2 separate regions of the Mus musculus genome follow, and region 1 is linked to region 2. The links are chromatin contacts, called in public HiChIP or PLAC-seq maps. All regions are on one chromosome and are shown on one strand. Each heading gives the region's core, a stretch centred on a gene start, on an enhancer-like site or on the middle of the called end of the contact. The rest is flanking DNA. Distances are from core to core; before and after follow the strand shown.

What was found. HiChIP or PLAC-seq counts read pairs in DNA pulled down with a chosen protein or histone mark.
Region 1: a contact with region 2 is called in an H3K4me3 HiChIP or PLAC-seq map of embryonic forebrain, with 2.7 times the contacts expected there. The contact joins the promoter of Tmem163 here to the enhancer-like site in region 2. A contact is called at or near these places in 2 of 39 promoter capture datasets (HPC-7-derived erythroid cells and trophoblast stem cells), 1 of 15 datasets of contacts at CTCF or cohesin (CD8 T cells), 4 of 484 Hi-C or Micro-C datasets (the HL-1 cell line, brain, cerebellum and 1 more), 8 of 115 datasets of contacts at active chromatin or transcription factors (craniofacial prominence, embryonic basal ganglia, embryonic forebrain and 5 more) and 3 of 9 other capture datasets (embryonic stem cells, liver and pancreatic islet).

What each region holds. Positions count from the first base shown.
Region 1 is chr1:127,674,979-127,682,245 of GRCm38.p6, forward strand. Tmem163 (transmembrane protein 163) reads right to left here and starts at 3,043. Exons shown (of 8, transcript NM_028135.2): 1 at 2,453-3,043. The coding sequence starts at 2,651.
Region 2 is chr1:127,552,097-127,559,973 of GRCm38.p6, forward strand. Tmem163 (transmembrane protein 163) reads right to left here. Exons shown (of 8, transcript NM_028135.2): 3 at 665-708. Among named protein-coding and RNA genes, the nearest start is that of Gm41947, 77 kb to the left of the region's middle. RefSeq lists an enhancer at 2,269-4,783. Within about 2 kb of position 4,270, at least 20 of the 459 cell types and tissues checked have an H3K27ac peak or open chromatin away from gene starts, as enhancers often do. A contact at or near this core is called in embryonic basal ganglia and embryonic forebrain, where this site is marked.

The DNA of each region.
Region 1 (7,267 bases), core at 1,793-4,292, 120 kb after region 2:
TGTGTGTATTTGTGTGTATATATGTGTATGTCTCTGTGTGTATTTGTGTGTGTGTGTGTGTGTGTGTGTGGTGTGTGTGTGTGTGTGTGTGTGTATGTGTGTGTGTGTGTGTGCGTGCGTGCGTGTGTGTGTGTGTGTGTGTGTGTGTGTGTGTGTGTGTGTGTCTTGTTTCCTCAAGATCTTAAACTTCATAATGCCTGCTTGCTTCCTGAACCACGGGTTCAATCAGCTGTTACAGTAATGGTGGGCCATTCTAAGCTGGCCGGAATTCTGGGAAATTGTCCATTTCACTTCTAAGAAGAAATTGTCTCCAAAATTCCAAACCACTGGGTTATAAAACAACTCTCCATTGGGAATCAGAAGCTGTCTGCCACACGGTTCTACCACCTCAGAAGAAAGTCAACACAGAAAATAGTATGGAGGGCAGATGTGTGGCCAGAGTGCCCATCCCCCACACCCTGTAGGGATTGGGCCCAGCTGAAAGCCACTGCATCCAAGGAGAGATGGGGGAGACTAAGGAGTTTTCCTCTTCCCCAGTTCATGTCTCTGGTGGGAAAGATGTCACCACCCATGAACCATTCCCAAGAGATAGCAAAAAAAATGGATACAAGAAAGATAAAATAAGACAAACATATAAAATATTACAACCAATCTCCCAGGCAGCCTTCTGGTTCTTCATTTATCATTAACTCTTTCTTTTTGCAGCCAGGAATGGGTGTAACAAAAGAATGTTACAGCAGCTTTCAGCTAGCTCAAAATGGCATGGAACCCTGGGCTCTGTGGGAGACTGGATTCATCCTGACAGAGAGGTTGTGTGTGATATGCAGTCTTCCACAGAGCACTGGTTTATGAACAGTGAATGCTTTCAGGAGACAATATAATAGAAAATGAAGTTCATTTGACCACTGACAGAAAACCTAAAGAATGTATTTAGAAGAGGTTTTTGTTGTGTTTTTGTTTTCATTTAACACTGAAGCATGGCTTCTAGATATTATTAAATATCAATTCATCCTAGTATGGGTTTCTTGTCTGCCCTTGTGCAGGGGTGGGGAGAGAGAGACTGCTCGGTGCTTACAGATAACCCGCAATGCTACAGAATTAAGCCCAGCCTGAGAGTATCCATCTTTCTTCAATGTGAGATGTTTGAATCTTGCGAGGCAAAGGTAATTCTCACACCCCAGAATTAAAGTGAGAGGCTTTTCTGGCTTTCTGATGATGCCATCCACTCTCCTGTCTCTAAGGCTATCGGGTTCTGTGGGAACAGGGAAAGGACCTGCAACCCGGGTGCAGAACTCGTTCCAAGCTGGAGCGGCTCCAGTTCCGCACACAGCATCTCTGCTGTTTCTCTGGGAAATCTGTTTCCATGTCATCCTGTTTCACACGCTACAATTCGGAATCTCTAAGCAAGAGATCCTGTATCCCAACGCGAAACCGGAATATAAAGATGTTCAGGAGGTACTAAGAATAGGACAGAAACCTGCCAGAACTAAAATAATATAAGCACTCTACAGTCGACAGATGAAAGCTTCCAAGAAAAAAGGAAAAAAAAATGAATAGAGGTGTACAGAGTCGGCTGCCTGAGAAAAGACCGTGCTGCAGAGACCCCCAAATCCGCCAGCAACGGTTTCAGCAGCACCGTTGATAGTTTTCGAGGGGGGCCAATTAAGAAGCAGCAAGAAAGGGGAATGGTGTAGATGCGGTCGTCTTCGCAAAGAACCCAAGCTGAAGGCCGCTAGAGCAGGATGGGGAAGGAGAGCCAGGTGGGGGAATGAGGGATCCCTAACGTTCGACGCAGCCCCACTAAGGAGACAGTGGTTGTAAGCGGGAGATGGTGATGCCTTCCAGGGGACGCACCGGGTACAAGGCCAGCGTCCAAGGAAGGACTCAGAGCTGGACACACTCTCTCCAGGAAGTATCAGCGCGGATAGCATCTGTGCAGATCAGGTTGGTAGCCAGACCCCAAACATCCTAACCTCTCTGCCAGCACCCTCACACTATGGGGCGGTGACCGCTGTGACCCAGGATCCAGGGAGCTTCGGCCCCACGCACGTCCAGAGGCTAAGGGGACCCTAGCTGTCACCCTACCGGGTGCTCTGCCACTAACCAAAAAAATTAATTAATAATAATAATAACTTTCCCCGGGTGGCTGGGCTTGCGCAGCGGGATGCTTTGGAACCCACATCTCCCAGCACCGAGAGGAATCCCTTGGTCCCCCGTAAGACACTAAGAACCCTGTCTGCAAACTTTTCCCGCGAGCACCGGAGAAGGCTGGCCTAAGCACCCTCCGAGATCGGAAAACTGAAAGAGGCTCTCGGGAGGCACCGCTGCCCGACCCTCATGGATCCCGAAAGGTGGAATAGTCGCTTCCGCTCTTTGCACCAAGCTCCGCAAATAGGGGACAGGTGGCTTGAGAGGGGCGGAGAGGAAGGAGCGCGGGGCGGTGGTAGCTCACCTCGGTCTTCCAACCCGTCGCTGAACTGGCCGCTCTCGCTGATCCGTGGCTGCCTTTCCTCATCAGACTGCACAGAGGAGCTCATCGGAGCCGGGCTGGGGGCGGGGGCGGCGGTCGAGGGCGCGTGGCCCCGCGGTGGCGGCCGCGGGACTCCGGGGCCAGGGGGGCTGCGGCGCTCGCTGCCCAGAGCCGGCTCCATGGCGCCGGGGCTGCAGATCCCCCGAGGCGAAGCCGACCACGATGGAGACACGAAGTCCAAAGTGCCAGAGACCGAGGGCACCGAGAGAGAGCTTCGCCCGTACCGCGGTGAGCGGCAGGTCCGCCGCTAGCACACCGAGTGGCGGAGGCTGGTGCCGCGCTGTCGCCGCTGCGCTCCGCCCCCGGGGGCAGGTGCGGGCGGCAGGGACCCGCCCCGAGGCGCTAAGCCCGGGCACTGGTATCGATGCACCCAGGCGAGTGGAGAGGGAGGGCCCCGGACGGTCCAGACGCGTGGAAGCTGAGGGAACTGTTAGGGGGCGTGGGGACCAGCCTGCGGGTAGCGCAGGGCTGGGTGAGGGCGTGACGGAGGACGCGCCCCCCACTCACGTCGCGGATTGGTGCCCAGGAGGGACCCTTCCACCCTAATTACTCTGCAGTCCTCGGAGCCTGTGGCCGCGCGTGGGCAGGAGAGAGGGCATCGCAGCTCATCCGGCCTTTTTTCTCTCCCGGAGCCACACAGGCTACAAGGATTGCACCTTGTCCCCGCCTGCCCAAGCAGGCACCAGGATTCACCTGTTCCCCAGCCTCTGGATCTGCTGCCCTTAAATGGCTTTAACTCTCATCTCAGTTTCTCTCTTGCACCAACTTAGATTGAGGTGCTGCTGGAACCGTGGCTTGTCCCCCCCTCCCCCAGACCTCCCATTACGACTATCCTTGGGCCTTTCCCATCCATCTGTCAACCTCTCTAAGCGTTCAGGATCCGTCCCCTTGCTGCGGATGCTCACCCCTGTTCTTCATCTCTGACCATAACAACTTCCCACACTTGGGCAGTGAGCCTGGTCTCCCCAGCGAAGCTGCAACCTGGTCCACAGGGCCGGCTGGGGAAGACCCACAGGCGAACCGGCCGCCTAACGGATTGGGGACCCGATTGATTGCATTTACATCCGAGCTCTAGAGAGTCTAGATTTTATCAATAGGTTGGTATCAGTCTCTAAATTTCATCTGAGTACTCTAACATGCCAATTCCTTCATTTAAAGGAATCCACCCTGTTTTCTTTTGAGAGTAACCGGTTTCCTTTCTTGGTTTCCGCTCTGCCAGGGAACATAGAAGTCAGGATATGATTTAAATGTCTCTGTGGGGTTCCAGAGATGAGAAGGGAGTCACATTTTGTTGGGATCAGATCTGAGTGATCTCGGCTCCAGTTCGGTCTTCCGTTGTGTTTTTTTTAAACAATAATTTCAACTGTAAACTGAAAGCATCGAACTAGGTCATTTCAACACTCCTTTTTTTTTTTTCCTATGAAGAAAATGAAATTTTCAACAGCCCCTTCTTTTCTTTAAAGAAAATTAAACGCCATGTTCACTGGGCTTAAGACACACACACACACACACACACACACACACACAGAGAGAGAGAGAGAGAGAGAGAGAGAGAGAGAGAGAGAGAGAGAGTTTTTACCACTGATCCTGACGCTGTTCTTGGTACAAATGCTTCACATGTACAGAGCCCTCCGTCCTCTCGCATCCTGGATTGTGGGGGTTGTTTTTTGTTTTGTTTTTGTTTTCCTTTTTCTTTTTTCTTTTTTGTTCCAGATGATTCCATTGGCTGCCCTCTCAACGGTAGTCAAAGAATCACCCCAAGAACAAAAATATCCAGGCCTTGAGCACTGTGGAGGTCGATGTCACAGGCTGCAACAGAGTTGGCTGAAACGTTAACGCAGTGGCTTTTAGACTTCATCCCCCTCCTAATATTCTGCTTTTTTGAAAATTATATTTTCTTTTTCACTGTGGTCTTGGGGACAGGAGCAGAAGAGCTAGCACCGGCTTTAGCACAGAGCTGCGTCCCCACCTCTAATCTGTTTGTTTGTGCATTTATTTGTTTGGTATTTTAACAAGCATTTTCCTTTGCTGTGTGATTCAATTGTTCTTGAGGTCTGGCTAGAAGTCTTGAAACATGCCCCTCTCCGGGAACATCTTCCCTCTCTGCAGGCGCCGCACCCCCAGTGCACACACACGCTGCACAGCAGGCTCTCTAGAAGAAAGGGATCATCGTTCTGATTCCACACTTGGTTTTTGCATCCAGAGCATCTACGCGTGTAACGGTGCAGGTGAGCAAACTAGGGCTCATCATGCTCCTTCTGTACCCGAGCAAAGTCTCTTCTTTGAAGGGGAAGGAAGGGGGTTCAGCAGAAGCAAAAGCTGTTGTAAGCCTCTCTTGCCTTTTATGCTGCAGCTCCCCCACTACAAGCCCCTGCCTCTTCACTGGGAGACTATATTAGCTGCATCCTGGAAAGGAGACCATTTGCCGGGCACCTTGCTAAATGTTTCATAGGCTTTCCTCCCGCTTCAGCAACCGCCCAATTCGCAGCACGTCCACCCCCTAGGGGACGTTGTGGAGAAGTGCAGGCGCTTTCTTTGAGGCCACCCCAGTTTGGTAGGGGGGATAGGTACAGAAGTCCAGCTGGATCTTCGGTTCTGTGAAAATGTGCTTCTTCCAATCACGTTAGAATTTTAACTGTGTTTACATGTGAACATGGCATATGATGGCATCTTTGAATGCACACAATTTTTTCTGGGAATACAACTAGTATGCAAGTCTAGGGACGCTGAACCTTCTCTTCTTTTGGGAAACCAGGACGCTGAAGGCGGTTTCGTTCACCACATGAGTCAGCAGATCTGTGCCCATCATATATATATATATATATATAACTGCCGCGGGCTAAGGAATTCCATGTGTGCTTACGAATATATCTGTTAAGCTTTTATTTCAACACACTAAACACTAAGAAAAAATAATGCCAATAATATCCTAGAGTCTAGTCATCCTCCCGCTCCTACTTCACAAGTAGATGCAGACGTCTGAGTACAGCTGGCTTCTGGTACAGTCCTGAGTAGTCATTTATCTCGGCAAAAGCACATTAATTATGTATGGTGCTACTTTTATTCCTCTGCCACCATATACATCATTATATTGATTTTAAAATTAGAGACATATGTATCAGCCACAGATTCATCTCATAGCCACAGCAGTGAGTAGTCCTAAAGAATTGTATAGAGGGAGAGAGAAGGGGGCCTGGAACAATGGTTCTGTTAGTTTGTTTGTTTGTTTTGCTGTTCTGGAACTCACTCTGTAGACCAGGCTGGCCTCAAACTCAGAAATCCGCCTGCCTCTGCCTCCCAAGTGCTGGGATTAAAGGCATGCGCCACCACTGCCAGGTGGAACAATGGTTCTTAACCTGTGGGTCGCGACCCCTTCAGAGACTTGAAGAACTCTTTCACAGGGGTCACCTAAGACCATCAGAAAACACAGATATTTACATTACAATTCATAACAGGATCAAAATTACAGTTATGAAGTAACAATGGAAATAATTTTATGGTTGAGGGCAGATCACCACAACACGGAACTTATTAAACAGTCGCAGCTTTAGGAAGGTTGAGGGCCACTGTGCTAGAGGTACAGCTCTTGCCAAGTTCAATTCTCAGCCCCCAGGATAGGCAGCTCACAGCCACCTGAACCCCAGCTTCAGGGGACCCAGTGCCCTCTTCTGGCCTCTCAGCACACTTGGACTCATATGTACATACCCATATATGAGCACACACAGATACACATCATTAAAAATAATAAAGTAAATTGTTTTAAAGGGAGTTTGTTAGGGAGAAAAATCATTCCAGCAAGAAGCTTCTAAGAAGGTGTGGCCTGAATGAACCACAGAAGAAGACATTAAGAAAAAGAAAGAAAGATAAAGCTGGAATACAGAGACATTCGTGATAGAGTTTCTGCTTTATGCAAACTAAATCCTAAAAAATAATAATAATAAAGTCTTCTTTATTTTAGTTTAGACAGGATATCATGTAGCCAAGGCTAGCCTGGAATTCTCTATGTAGCTGAGGATAACTTTGACCTTGCATTTCTACCTCTACCTTTAAAGTCCTGATATTACAGACATACCCACAATGCCCAGCTCAGGGTATACTGAAGATGGAACCTGGGACTTCATGCCCAGGGCCTTTTGCATACTAGACACGTGTGCTACCATCGGAGCCAGCTAACCACCCAGACTATCTTTTTAGTTCTTGTAGCAACACAAGCAACACTGGAAAGCACGTAGCACTCCAGGGCTGGGTGGGGTGAGGAGCTAGTTGTGCAGCCCTGAAGTGTTTATGCTGGTGCTGCATGGACCTCAGCAGCATCCCCAGGGAGGCCCTACAGTCTCCGGAAACATGGCAGGCATGAATGCAGACAAACAGTGCCAGCACTGGCAAGTGCTACATTTATAAACTCTTTCTCATAAAAAAAGGAAAAGATACAAACTAGGTCATGACTACAGAACACTTGGATATGACATGTTTATGAGACCTGTCATTTATTTTTAGAGGTTTTTGTATCAAAACATTCAGCTACCGGTCCTCCACACCCTGTGCCCTGTACTGGTGTATTCAGTTCACCGAAAGCAACAGTACATATTTTTTAAATTATACATCCACTAAAACTGCCCTTCTCTCTCTCCCCCCCCTCTCTCCCTCTCTCTCTCTCTCTCTCTCTCTCTCTCTCTCTCTCTCTCTCTCTGTGTGTGTGTGTATGTGCTTCATTTTTTTCTTGTATGACAGGGTCTT
Region 2 (7,877 bases), core at 3,020-5,519:
TATATGTAGTTTGTGTTCTAGTTACCAGTATGCTCATATGTAATTTTCTGGACTGTCTACAAGCTTCAGAAGAATTTACAACACCCTCAAAGCAACACCCAAAACATTAAGTTCTTACAACAAAGGGCAGATGTGGGTTTGGGACCCAGTACAGAATGCCCTCTGTCTCTGCAACAAGGAAGGAAAGAGCATGCTTGAGGCATGCAGGCTTGCAGCATAGCTGCCTCCATTGACCTATTTCCACCAGGAGTCAGGCAGGAAACTCAGCTCCCCTTAGCAGGACTACAGACCATTTGACTTCTATTGTGAAATCACAATCCATCTCACATCCCGATGTCTCTGCCTACACCATCAAATGTATCACCCAGGTGTGCTAGACCCGCATGCAACCTGGAAGGGCACAAAGAGGTAACCCTCCCAAAACATCCTCTCCAACCCCTCTCAGGACATGTGATCCCAGGATGTGTATTTGGGAAATAGCCCATCCTAAGGCCTTTAATACTACTATGTTGTCATTTTCACGGAAGTTGTCACTAAAGTGACACTTTCCGTCCTCCTCTCGTATCTGCTAAGCACCAGTCTGTTTCATGACTGAGGTGAGAGTCACAGGCTCAGGGAAAGCGTGCAGAATTTCACAATGGTGAGGACATTTCAGGCTACTTACTGCAAACCCGAAGGCAGAGGCGCTGTACCTCATGACGGAGACAGCTAAAAAGAAAGAAAACACCATTCAGATTGACAGCCCCGAGGGTCACGTGTCTTGTTTGTGAGTTCATCAGCACACCAGATACAGCCTTTTCAACGCCAGGGGAAAGTTCCAAGAGAGTAATAGAAATTTTAATATCATTGTCTAAAAATCTAAGAGTTCAAAAAGAAGGAGAAATTATTTTCAAATTCTATGACACTTCCTCCTTCCACTGTGTTCTGAACCATCCATGGAACAACTTCAGGGAAAACAAACCAAACCAAACCACCCACCCAAACAAACAAACAATTAAGCACTTGTCAATCATCTGGCTTCTGTGTCTTTGAAAACAGAAACTGCAAGCAATGCAGTAGGAACTAATTCTTCAGGATGAAGCTGAAACCTGACTCCTGCTGCCTGCACTATCAAGCCTACTCAATTTCTACTCTGAATCCATCCATGCTCACTGGCCTTGGTGCAATAGGTGTGCACAGTTAAAAGACCCCGCCCTGTTGTGTGCCCCACAAAACCACCTGATGTTGAACTGTGACTTCAAAATGTCTGTACATGAGTTCTTCAGTGATACCAGGTCGTTACCTAGGCCACAAAATTCAAAGCAGATGCCCAAATTATTACAGTGAGATATATAAGGGCCCTTAACCCAGATTTATAATTAATCAAGTGCTGTCATCTGGGAAGAGGGCTCAGTGGATTCAATGGTTGCCTTGCAAGACTGAGAGCATGACTTCAACCCCAGCATCGAAGGGGAAAAGCCAGGCATGGTAATGTGATTGTAATCCCAGTGCTGGAGAGGTGGGAACAAGTGGATCTCTAGGGCTCAAGGTCAGGTCAGCCTGGACTACTTGGTAACCACCAAGCCAGAGTAATTGACCCTGTCTCAAAAAACATGGTTGGAGGTGATTAGAACTGTCTCTTCAGAAGATCTGAATTCTGTTCCTATGTCAGTAGTACCCATGTCAGGTAGTTCACAATCACCTCTTATGTCCATCTCCAATGAATTGGACACCCTCTTCTGGCTTCTGTGGGCACTAGTGCACACACATACAGATAAATAGAATTAATGTAAGTATTTTTTTAAAAAAAAGTGTCACACACACCTTAAAAAGTTGTTCTGTGGCCTATACATACACTTGTGTTTGTATGTACATGTAAACTAGAATACAATCGCACACACAAGTACACACACACACACACACACACACACACACACACACACACACATGGGGTGGGGGTTGCACCATGACTTCACTCTCAGAACTACACTGAAAAGTCCCCCTCACATGAGTGAGTTAAGCCTGCCAGATGGATGGATAATGGATAGCACATATGGAATATTAATATTATTCATGTTTCAGGGCACTGTGAGCCAGTGGGGTCCTAATGAACTCAGGGTCCTTCAGAGAGATGTGTTATTCACTTAAGCATCATCTTCATCTAGTTCCTTGATGAAAGACATGCAAAGAGCAAAATGCCAAAATTGGATGGGGGGTGGAGAGTCCTCTGAAGGGTACTCCATGGAGCCTCTGCACCCTCCCACGGCTTCCCACAGTGGCCAGCTCTCCAGCCATGCTGCTAACCAACTGTAAACAGTAATTAGCCCAGGAATCACATAGAAGAGCTCAGTAGCCTCTGAGGAGTTTATCAAGAGTGTCAAGAAATAAGTTTGAGTTTCCTTTGCCCTATAACTGAATCATAGTATGTCCTGATTCTGGGATAAGAACTAATCTAACAGAAGAGGGTTCAGATGTCCTGTTCCCATGTAAAATCACACTAAGGGGCATCCTTCCTTTGTATGTATGTATGTGTAAGATGCATGACTACATGTATGGAAGCTGGAGGTAAAAGCCCAATGTTATTCTTCAAGAGTTTTCCATCTCATTTTGTTTTGGGTTGTTTAGTTGTTTAGTTGTTTGGTTTTTCAAGACAGAGTTTCTCTGTGTAGCCCTGGTTGTTCTAGAATTCACTCTGTAGACTCAGAGACATCTGCCCACCTCTGCCTCCTGAGTGCAGAATTAAAAGCATGCACTACCACCTGGCTCACCTCGCTTTATAATTGAAGGACCTCGCTTTATAATCAAAGGACCTTGCTTTATAATTGAAGGACCTCACTGGTCTGAAGCTTGTCAAGTAACTAGGCTGTCTTGTCCATGCGCCCCAGTGTTCCGGTCTCTGCCTCTCCAGCACTGAGACTACAGCAACACAACTTTTCTTTGTGTTCTGGGGATCAAATTGAGTTGCTATATTGCTATAGAATAAGCATGTGACCACTGGGAACCTTCTCCCCAACCACCAAACGGAAGGGTTTGCACAGAGGCATTTCCAATCTCGCTCATGCAAGAACGAGTTGTTTGGAGAACAGGCCTGTTCCGGGGTAACCAGCGGGGGCATAGAGAGGCCCCAAGAAGCTTCCTGGGTGTATAAGTAAGCACCACTCAAAGCGACCACAGGGTCAAGATGCTGACTGTAAGCTAGGAGCTGACTCAACTGTGAAGGATAGACATGGGTCGCATCAGCTACACAGAACACTGAAGGCCCAAGAGAGGACTGTGTAGGTCGCTGCGAAGTGAGACTTTCCTATGAAGGCTGTTCTTCTCAAGGTGGGGCTATGGAGCTGGAGGGAATCAGAATCCTAAGAAGCCATTTTTGTGAGTATTCACCCATACTGGGGTAGACATTTCAGTGATGTAGCTGGCTGTGAGTCCCCCATGTTTTCCTAAGGAACCCCAAACAATTCACTGGTTCACCAAGGTAGACTTGGGTGGGATCACTTCTTTGTCTGTTGTTGGTCAAATGATAATCTTTGCAGGATGGGAATATTTGAAGGTTTTTCCCCCACATGTTTTCTACATTTTCTGCAGTCATCATATGTAACCATTCGAATCAGATGATATATTTTATTTGTGGAAAAACCTGTCTGCATCACACAAAGGTAAGCAAAAGTCCCAAATGAACTAGCAGGACAGTTCAAATCCAGATCTAGGCCCTGCAAAGTCCCAAATGAACTAGCAGGACAGTTCAAATCCAGATCTAGGCCCTGCCAGCTCGTGAGTGCTTCGCTCTGACAAGAAAGCACATGGTTATGGAAACCATTATTACATGTAGGCTTCTGGGTCCCATGGTCTACATGAGCAGGTTGCTAATGCTTCAGATTTCCCAGGAGTGTGATTGTGGGCCACATAATCCAGGCAACACACACCAGCAGGACATCACTCCTTGCCTGATAGACCTGCCTCCCAGCGTTTGCCTGTCCTAAGGCAGACTGTCATTTATATGTTAAGGGAATCACTAACAGCTACATCACAGAAGGCACACAACATAAGTCTTAAATAAATATTTATACAGGCCTGGTTAAAAAGACCAGATATACTAAGTAAAACCAGACCAAAAAGCATGTTGGCTGAAAATAAATTCAAACAGAAAGGCAGCTGGAAAACGGAAGGGGACCCAGGAGACTCATTGTTAAGGCCAAGCCAAAGGCAAGCCAGCAGCTGAGTAAGCAGGGCTTGGAGGGAGGGTCTGCTCAGCAGAGACAAAGGGCCTCAGAAATACAGAAGGGAGCCACCAAGGACCAACAGCAAGGACCCCTGCTCAACACCCAACAAAGAATCCCACTCCAATCCGCAGCGAGATTTAGAGACAATGAGGACCCATCTGTCATCCTCTCCAAAGTCAGGCAATAATTATCTTGAGCCTTAGCACGTTTTAGCAATACCCCAGGCCCCAAGTTGTTAAATTATGTGAGCAGTAGAACTCTGTTAATAAATCAATCCCGGTTTAATTAGACTATTTCTATCACTCAGATGCCTAGCAAACACCTCCCCCACAGCTGGGGAACAACCCCACCCTGGAGAGCCCTGCTCCATCACCCACCATCAGAGGCAGGCTCCTCTCTCTTGCTTGCTGAAAGCTGGGATTCAAAAGAGCTGGGACCAATGGAGGGGGTAGGGGGATATATTTTTATGTTCTTACTCTCTCCAACAGAATCTTTACTAGTGTCCCTCTTCTACCCCTCTGAAACAAGATTATCAACTACTACAGTTAGTGGTAGGATTTTTGCTTCAGTGGAGATGGGGAAACTGCTTAATGAACATATTCTTAAGAATATGATAAAAATATGTTGTATTAAATTCTCAAAGGAAAAAAGACTAAGTCAACTTTGTGTAGAGCTGGAGAGACGGCTCAGTTAATAAAGTGCGTGCAAGAGAGCGTGAGGACCTATGTTCAATGCCCCAGAATCGACCCATGTAAAAAGGCTAGGTATATTGGGTAGTGTGTTCTTACAATCCCAGCATTGGAGAAAGGAAGGCAAGTCAACCATCGTGGGTCACAGGTCACCCAGCCTGGCCTACCTGGCAAGCTCTAGGCCACTGAGAGACCCTGTCTCAAGAAACAAGGAGGATGGTAACCTGAGACATGACAACTAAGATTTGACTTCTGATCTCTGCACACATGCACACATGTGCACACATGTGTATCCCTACTCACAGACACATGTGAGTACACGTGTATAAACATCCTGTTGCCATGATTTCCTGAGCATGGTGAGTTGTACCTCAAACTGCAAGCCCAAATAAGCCTTCCTTCCTGTTGGTTTTGTTCCTTGTTGTGGTCAGACATTTGACCACAGCAATGAAGAATTACAGATACTACCTAGTCACTCACAGGTTGTGTACAGGTGGTGGCTTCCATGGTATATTATCAGAACTGGGCTGTTGTCAGATATTTTTACTATCAAGTTCTTATTAAAGTATTCCAAGTCCTGGAATAGAATTTTCCTCACATAGGGGAGATATTAATATCATGTGGGATATTAAAGGCCCAAGGGAGGAACTCACTTTAATGAGCAATTCCTAAAACTAGTATCGGTGACCCAGAAGAGTGACTATCTTTCTTGCCTGTCCCCCTCTCCAAAACTAAAAGCTAAAGCTATCAGCACTAGAACCGGATGGCATGACTGTTGTCTGCCAAGGTTGTCCTCCTTGGCCTGGCCCTACAGGTGCCACACCATACCCTGAATATCTCTGATATAAAGTTTTGTCATACAGTTTGAAAATCGATTTCATTCTAGTTATTTTGTGTGCATGGTATGGAAGTTGCAGATAACTTGTGGCAGAGAACTTGTGGGAGTCACTCTCAGAGCCTGCAGACTCAGACTCCGGTTTTCATTCTTGGTGGCAGATGCCTTTACCCACTGCGCCATCTTGTTGGCCTCAACAGTACATTATACAGAATATGTATAATGTATGGTGAAGAGAAACCTACTGAACAGGCTTTAACGACTTGACTTAGGAGATGGTCCTGAAAAAGGTTTTTTTTTTTCTTTTGAGTTTAACTGGAGTCTTTAGAGGACCATTAACAATGCTACTCAGGGAATAAAAGTTAAACATAACAGACAGAGTTTCTGTCTCTCTCCCCTTCCACTCTCCCACAGAAATGCAGGCAAGTAATAAGAAACTGTTATTAGACGCGTTCTCACGCCCGGCCAGGAAAGACGCAACAAACCAAAATCTTCTGCGGCAAAACTTTATTGCTTACATCTTTGGGAGCCAGGAGGGCAAGCGCCCAGCGCCCAGCCCCAAAAACGAAAGCCCCTTCAATAATGAAACCGAAACCCCTTCCCTCTTTAGGAGAGTTATATTTCGCCTAGGACGCATCACTCCCTGATTGGCTGCAGCCCATGGCCGAGCTGACGTTCACGGGAAAGGTAGAGTACAAGTAGTCATAAAATACCCTTGGCTCATGCGCAGATTATTTGTTTACCACTTAGAACACAGGATGTCAGCGCCATCTTGTGACGGCGAATGTGGGGGCGGCTCCCAACATCTCCCCCTTTCCTTTTAATAAGAGCAAATAGGCCACCCATATTAATGAGAGTGGAGATAGAGGTCAAATCCCCAGTGTGTAGGTAAAGGAGCCATGTACAGGATTAGCTCTTAGGCTCACAGGCTTTTACCCAGAGCAACCCTGACCTGCTCCCGTGTCGTTTTGCCTGGGGGAAGGGAACTAGGACACTGAACCTTCATGAAAGATGACATGTCTCCCTAGAATAGGCTCATATATGCCGCAGAGCCTTTCCATTGCAGTGCTTAGCCGTGCAACTCTCTCGGGCTGCTGAAGCACACTCACTCTATCCCGTGCAATGAGACTAGCCTCATGGGATATAAGAGCTGAGTGGCCAGCGACCTATTGCCTAAGCATAGATATATCAGGGGAAGCTCCATGTTCTAGTCCTGCAAGCGCCTGGGCAATAACCACCTTGTCTCTCCTAGTTTGGGCCTTAAGCTTACAGACCAATCAAAGAAGCAACACTAATCCACAGCAAAGTGTATCTCCAAATAATATTAATCCCACCCATTTTTTAAAGAAAGAAAATGCTGAGGAGATCCAATTGGGTAATCCTTTGGTCAGCGACAGGTCCAAGCGCGTGGAGTTGACCTGAAGTCTCAATTCCCGAAGGATCTGTTCAAATTCAGCCATCCAATTCTGTAACATATACTGAAAAAGACTTTTTGACAATTTAGCTGCCCTAGTAAATTTAACATACTGAATGGAAATAACACACAATCCCGGAAACTTTTGTTCACAACCCTGCTGAGTTATTTGTCATAATACATCTAGTTGTATCTGGACAAGATCTATGAGTTGATTAACCAGCATGAGACCTCTCTGTATCTTGACATTAGCTGAGGCCTGTTCATCTATGACTGTAGTCACTGAGGCTGACAAAGTGTTAATGGTGTCAGTCGTCTGGACCTGTCCAGACAGAGCCAAGGCTGTCTGAATCAAGGCTAAACCCAGTTCCTAGTTAGTGGTAAAAAAGCAGGAGAATACTTGAGCATTATACATCACCGTCATTGGGAGTGGAAATGTCGACATTATCCCCCAACGCTGCTCTCTCTTTATTATTGACGCCCTGGACATCACCAAGACGAGGGACATTAGTATTCCCTTGGTCAGTCTGGATTTTTCGGGTGAGTCTTTCTGGTATCCAAAATGGGTTGTCTTCATTCTGTGGGAAAACACAGATAGCTCCCCTGGATCTTATCAAAATAGGATCCGGGCCATACCATTTATTATCAAGGACATTTTTCCATTTAACCATCTCATTGGGCCTATCTGGCTCTGTACAATGACGTTCAGCCGCAGTATGGCCATGAGCATCAATATTTAA